2 separate regions of the Sus scrofa genome follow, and region 2 is linked to region 1. A link is a contact called in public promoter capture Hi-C data. All regions are on one chromosome and are shown on one strand. The core of a region is the stretch at or near the end of the contact, and the rest is flanking DNA. Distances in the headings are between cores, read along the strand shown. Region 1 holds the start of GTF2IRD1 (general transcription factor II-I repeat domain-containing protein 1). Region 2 holds the start of RCC1L (RCC1-like G exchanging factor-like protein).

Region 1 (3,521 bases), core at 448-2,947:
AGCAGGCTACAGAATGGGGTGTGGTCTTCAGCTTCCCGCATCCCAAAAGCAGGCTGGGGGTTCCGACATCCCGACCCCTTGGGGCCAGGTCGGCGCAGGTCCCCGTTCAGAAGAGGTCAGGAAGTACCTGCCACTCTCCTGTGCACCCCCGCCCTCCTGATGGCCACGGGGCCACCCCCATCCTTGCTGCCCTTGGGCCCAGCCCCTCCCTGCCAGCAGCCACCGGCCTCCCAGCCGCCACCACCTCCCACTCTGAATAAATAAATCATCGATGCCTGCCGATGCCCTTTGGGAATGACGCTGCTGAAATAAATGGGCTGCTCCAAGGCACCTCCTAAGCCCCGAGGCTCCGGCCAGGACCGAGGAGCCAGTCCTAGCCCCGGGACAACCAAACACGGGAGAGATGATGGCCACAGAGGTTGGAGCAGCTTCTGACCAGCCCTTCCTTCTGCTGTGAGCAGTAAGAGAAGCCCCCACAGATGCCCACTTCTCCAGAAGCTGTCCCGGCCTGCCCCGAGACACCCATACCACACTCCATCCAAGGCCAGCGCTTTCCCCACATGCCCAGCAGGAAGACCCCAACCTGCTGGGCTTGATCACTTGGGCTGTGATGGGGACACAGGAGCCTCCCAGCCCAGGTCCAGTCCTGGGAGCCTGGGTCACAGGGCCAGATTTCCAGGGCTCGAACCCCCTCCAGCAATGCCAGCAGGGCACAACGCCCAGCTGCAAGGTCCCCTGTGTCCTAGGAATCATCCCTGGCCGAGGGCTGGGGAGCCCAGGAGAGGTGTCAAGCCCATCATTCGCAGAGATTCAGGAGGGGGGCATCCAGCACTCTGCTGGCTGGCTACAGGGGCCTGCCCACACATCTGCAGGAACTCAGAGACCACCCACAGACAGGGCATCCCCAACTTGCTCCTCTGAAACCTCTGTGACCCCCCACTGCCATCCTCTGAGTCTCCTCCCTCCCACCCCACCAGGGGCTCATCTGCCACCAGTCAGACCAGCCCCCTCCCCGGGGACCCCAAGAGGCACCACTGTGCAGGGGCAGTACTGGCTGTCTGGGACTCGGGGGCCCGTGCTTGGGGGCACCGGCCAGGACACCGGCCCGGCCCCAAAAAAGGTGGAGGTGGGGGGAGCCGGGGGGCGGGGGCCGCGGCCTTCCCAGCCCCCTCCGCTCCCACACTGGCGCCCGCCGCCGCCTGGGCAACACAACTGACCTCATTCGCCAACTGCAGCAGCCTGCGGGCGCCCGCTGCCCGCCCCGGGGCGCCCCCCGCCTCCGGAGGGGCCGGGGCGGGGTGGGGGGGGGGGTGACAGCTCGCGGCTCCCACCCGCTCCCGGCAGGTGGGGGCGGCCGGGCCCTCCCCCTCCCCGGGCCCGAATTATAATCCCAGTCACGTGCCTCCCCATGCACCCAAAAGCCGGACCCAGATTCTGTAACACCTTGAGGGGGAGGGGCGGGGGCCCCGGGGCTGGGAGGAGAGGGGAGCAGGGCCTCGGCGTCCGCCCCCCGCAAAAGTTTCTCCTACCTTGGAGGATCCCCAAGCGCTCCTGCCAGCGGCGCCCCGGCCCCGGCCCGCGGCCAGGACTCAGCCGCCTGCCGCTGCCTCCTTAATTAATCCGGGAGAATGGGGGAAGGAGAGGCAGAGGGAGGCGCGGAGCGGCGGAGGGGGCGGGCGGGAGGAGAGCGGGGCGCGGGGCGGGGAGGGGGCCCGGCGGGGGCTCTCGGGCCGGCCGGGGGGCTGGCGCTCGGCGGCCCCCACCCCCGGCGCGGGCTGCGGCGGAGGGCGGGGCGCGGCGCGGGGAGCGGAGCCGAGAGCGGGAGCGCAGGGAGGCTCTTTGTTCTGTAATCCCAGTAAGATTGCCAGCCATTCGCCCCGGCCCTAATCCCAGCCCCGCGCAACACCACCCTCCATTGGCTGCCATTTACATACGGGATTAGCCCGCCCGGCCCGCCCCGCGCCCCGGCCTGGGCACCGCGGGGGGAGCGCAGCGCCCCCGCCCCGAGCCCGCGCCGCCCCAGCGCCCGCCGCCAGGGGGCCCGCGGGAGGGGCGGCCCCGGCGCCCCCTGGCTGTCCGTGCCGCCCCTCCGTCTCCCCGGCTCGGGCCCCGGGTGGATTAGAAAGCTGCCCCTCGGCCCGGGAGACCGGGACGCAGGAGCCGGGCCGCAGGGTCAAGGTCACTCAGCGGGCGCCGGGAGGATCCCCGGAGACTCCGGGGCCCGGAGCGATCACAGGCCTGGCGCGCGCTGGGGAAACTGAAGTGGCTCGGTGGCTGGTCACCCCTGCCTGCCGTGCCCAGGTTATTTCCCAGGGACTTGGCCAGGTGCCTCTTTCAGCCTTTGTCCCCTGGAATGGGAAGGAAGGCCGTGACATGCCCAAGGCGCAGCAGATCCAGTTGGACACGCCAGGTCACACCTTGTCTGGGCAGCTCTCCTGATCCCCTGACCCAGGCTTTTGCCACCCTCTTGCCCCCCATACCAGCCATCCTAGGGAATCAGAAGCACACCTCCCACCCTCTCCAAAACGTGGGTCTTAATTCATCACAAGGAGCACCGGGGTTCACCATGGTGCCCTGAGCTCTGTGCTTGATACTGTGAACAGGAACACAGACCAGGCCGGCCTCCACCCCTGGGAACTCCTAGCCTCGATGAAGGGAGCCAGATTGAGAATCTGCTAGGTTCCAGCAAAGCCTACGGGGGCCCTGCTGGGCACACAATGGGCCCTTGGTACAGGCTAACCTTGGCCGGCCAGGTCTCCCCATGGCAAGCCCACCAGACTGAGAGCTCTTCCCTGGCAGGCAATGTCCACAGTGCCCTGCCCAAAGCCCAGCCCAGAAGGGCCCTTGTGCCCACTGAATGCTGCCCACAGAGGGTACTCTCCAGAGCAGGGAATGCGGCCCCAGACACTCCCTCTGTCCATGCTGCCCCTGTCCTCCTGGGGACAGCTCCCCAGGCCTGTTGTCACTGGGAGGCTTGGGGACATCTCAGAACAACCTGTCTTGTGGTCCCCCTCAGACCCACCTCCCCGCCAGTCCTGTGATGGCCTTGGCAAAGCAAAGCGACTGAGGCAAAGGGGCAGGGTCTGGACCTTGACTGTGAGTTCAGATCCTGGTTCTTCCTTTTACCACCATGTGACCTTGGGCAGGGCAGCCCACCCCCCAGAGTCTCCATTTCCCACTTCTGCTCCGTCCACCATAGCATGGCCCCCAGTGGATAAATGGTGACGGTGGGCCCTGCTAGCTAGTTAAGTGTCTAACCAGGCACCAGGCACATTACATATACAATAACTTTTTTTTTTTTTTTTTTGGTCTTTTTAGGGCTACACCCACGGTATATGGAGGTTCCCAGGCTAGGGGTCCAATCGGAGCTGCAGTTGCCGGCCTTCGCCAGAGCCACAGCAATGTGGGATCCAAGTCACGTCTGCAACATGCACCACAGCTCACGGCAATGTGGGATCCTTAACCCACTGAGTGAGGCCAGGGATCAAACCTGCAACCTATGCTGTTAATGCTGTTAATGC
Region 2 (3,521 bases), core at 349-2,848, 380 kb before region 1:
TCCTTACATTTACAGTCATACTGATTTTCACAAAGGTGCCAAGACAATTCAGTAAGGAAATAATTTCAACTAATGATAATACTAGCCACATTCTACTCTCACTTCCACAGCACCCAAAAGTCAACTCGAATGACTAGCTTGTTAACCTAAATATAAGAACGAAAACTATGACGTTCCTAGACAATACCTTAGGAAAATTATCTTTGTAATCTTAGATTAGGCAAAGATTTCTCAGATATACCAAATATACGATTCACAGTAGAAAAACTTAACTGAATTTCATTAAAATTAAAAGCTTATGCTCTCCCAAGGGCAGTATTAAGAAATGAAAAAGAAAATCCATAGATTGGCAGAAAATATTTCCACCTTATATATATATATATATATAATATATATATATATATATATGACAAGGTACCTAATCCAGAATACATAAATAACTCTTACAACTCAAAATGAAGAAATCAAAACAACTTTTCAATCATCTGGAGCTTAAATTCCCTGTTTTTCTCGATCTACCCTTTTCATTAAAAAATCACTGGATATCCTTGAAAGAGAAGTCAGAAGCCAAACCGATCAAATTTGCTTCTTTTTCACCACCCATCAAGATGTCCACAACCACCCGAGGCAAGAATCTATCCTAAGCATCCATTTTTGCACTAATGGGTGCTGGCTGCCGAGACAAACTCCCGTCCCGCAACGATTCTTTGCATCACCTTTTCAAAACTGAGTAAACTCAGGGGCCTTCATCCTTCCCCTCATTCCTGTAAGCGCTCTAGTTTCCTTTCCAAGTAGTTCATCGACTCCAGCCAGCCACGTTTTCTCCGACCTCATAAAATCGTCTTTCCTAAAATCAGAACTTCTGCTGGAGCCTGGCCCGAGGGCGAATCCTAGTATACAAACTTCAACCAGCTGCGGGGCCACGGACCTTCCTCTCAACCTCTCTGAGCCTCCCTTTCCTCGCCCATAACTGTGCCACAAACCCGACTCCTGGGGTGATGCGCAAATGAGAGACAAAACACCTAGGACATTTCGCCACTCCCTCAACTTGGCAGCGCCCTAGGGCCTCCCCCCGCCCGCAGCCCGGTCGAGGATCTTTCTCCCCGAAGTCCGTCCACCCGTCGCCAAGTGCCTCGAGAGACGGCGGCGGAGACCCGAGGAGGAAACGGAGGAAGGGAGGGAGCTGCAGAGCGCACCTTTTGGTCCAGCTCCAGGCGGTAAGGTACACACTGGATCCTGCGGCGCGGCCGCAAGCCGGCGTGAGGATGGGGCCCAGAGCTGGGCAGCACGAAGGTGGGCACGCCCAGCGCCCCCGAGAAGCTGAAGCCCCACACGAAGATGCGGTCGGCGCGGGCCGCACGCTCGCCCACGTACTGGAACACCGGCGCCTCCGCCTCGGCCTCGGCCGCCTCGCGCCGACTCCGAGAGCGCCCGGCCGCCGTCCAGTGCCCGCGCCCCAGCCGCAGCCCCAGCCCCAGCCCCCGCCCGCTCAGCCAGTTCCCCAGCCGAGCCCTCGCCGCCAGCGCCACCAGCGCCATCCTCCGCTTCACGTTTCAGCCGCTCCTGGGCGCTGCCATATTGGTGACCCTTGACCCCAAGCCCCGGCGGAAGAACCCAGGGTCACGTTTACGAATGGGTGAAGGCAAAGACGCTGAGGGTAGCCAATGGCTCAAGGAGGCGAGAGGGCTGGGCGGAGCCTGTTAGTCCCCGATCCTGAGTGAGTCGACCTGGGGAACCCTTCCCGGCCCTGCCCACTTAGTTTGCAACTTTTCGCGGTGCTGCAGCAGCCCGCAGCCGGCCTGAACTCACTCTCCTTGCCGCACAGCGCACGTTTGCGGAGCACGCTGCTGGCTCTGGTGGGCACTTTCATTTTGCTTTTTTGGCAGTCGGCAGGAGTAAAATTTAAGGGGTTGCCTACTCTGTACGACTCCAGCGTAGTGCTCGCCCCCTACCCACGGTCCCTCGTCATTTCTTACCTGGCCGTGTTGCCTCTGTTCCCGCTCTCCCGCCGCTGGGTCAGTGCTGCAATCCCTGCTGTTTTCCACAGCATCACCTCTGCCCCTCAGCCCGTCACTCCCCTTAAGTCAGGTGGCTCTGCCTGTTAAACAGCTTAACAATAACCCACAACCTTCGGACCAACTCAGGGGGCTCTGCTTGTAATTTCTAAACCCCAGGGATTTTTCAGGTTTCCTCACGTTGCACACAGTGCCTCGAATGCCCTCCCCACTGCCCTCCTCTCACCGCAGATGCCTAGCAAATTCCTACTCACCTTCAAGGATCCAGCTGGAGCACCTTCTTCAAGGTTTCATAACGGCAGATTGTCCTCACCGGTTTAGTACTAGAGTTTAGCATGCAACGGAGGACGCCCTCATGAGCGATTTGGGAGTCTGAGCACCTGGGTTCCTGTGCTGGCTCTGCTACTGACCTGCTCCCTGATGTTAGGAGGTTGTCTCCCTTCTCTGGATCTCATCTCTAAAATGAGGAGGTTAAAAAAAAAGAAATGAAGTTTAAAAATAAATGAGCTGTGGAGTTCCCATTGTGGCTCAGTGGGTTAAGAACCCGACTAGTGTCCATGAGGATGCGGATGCTGTCCCTGGCCTCGATTAGTGGGGTTAAAGGATCCAGCATTGTCGTCAGCTGCGGTGTAGGTCACAGACGTGTCTTGGATCTGGTGTTGCTGTGGCTGTGGTGTAGGCCAGTGGCTACAGCTCCAATTCGACCTCTAGCCTGGGAACTTCCCTATGCTGCAGGTGCAGCTTAAAAAAGAAAAAGGAGGAGTTTCCGTCGTGGCGCAGTGGTTAACGAATCCGACTAGGAACCATGAGATTGCAGGTTCAATCCCTGGCCTTGCTCAGTGGGTTAACGATCCGGCGTTGCCGTGAGCTGTGGTGTAGGTTGCAGACTCGGCTCGGATCCCGAGTTGCTGTGGCTCTGGCGTAGGCCGGTGGCTGCAGCTCCGATTCGACCCCTAGCCTGGGAACCTCCATATGCTGCAGGAGCGGCCCAAGAAATAGCAAAAAGACAAAAAAAAAAAAAAAGGAAAAGGAAAAAATAGAAGCAATGTTTGAATTTCGTGGCCTGTAGGTGCTCTTGCAGCCCATTATGATCCATGACAGTCATTCCCAAATATTAACCCCAAATGCTGAGAGCAAACTATCTCTTTTAGATTTTCCTTCTCTTGCCTCCTTTTCTCTCCTCTTTGCTTCATAGCTGTGACAACTCTAATAATAGCTAGTTATTTTGCCCGCAAAAGTGAGTTTATTCAGGAGTAGGAAGAGAAATTGCAGCTTGGGAAGCATAAGCTACGGCAGACCACAGGCAAATCCAGAAAACAAGAAAAGGGAACTTGCTTTTATAGGGAAAAGAGGATAATTGGGAGGGGCTATGATAACCAAAGAATCCATTGGAGAAAGCTGGAAGCCCAAAGTATGGAGGCTTCTCATTGGATGACCTGCTAAAGCAAAGGCACCTTCCTGTCCCAGATGTAGGCATTTGTCTCCTGTTTCGAGTGATTGAAGCCG

The links. Promoter capture Hi-C pulls out the DNA fragments that hold promoters and counts their contacts.
Region 2: a contact with region 1 is called in a promoter capture Hi-C map of fetal skeletal muscle, with 4 times the contacts expected there. The contact joins the promoter of RCC1L here to the promoter of GTF2IRD1 in region 1.

The regions. Positions count from the first base shown.
Region 1 is chr3:11,536,359-11,539,879 of Sscrofa11.1, reverse strand. GTF2IRD1 (general transcription factor II-I repeat domain-containing protein 1) reads right to left here and starts at 1,697. Exons shown (of 26, transcript XM_021086345.1): 1 at 1,530-1,697.
Region 2 is chr3:11,913,617-11,917,137 of Sscrofa11.1, reverse strand. RCC1L (RCC1-like G exchanging factor-like protein) reads right to left here and starts at 1,598. Exons shown (of 11, transcript XM_003354511.5): 1 at 1,197-1,598. The coding sequence starts at 1,538.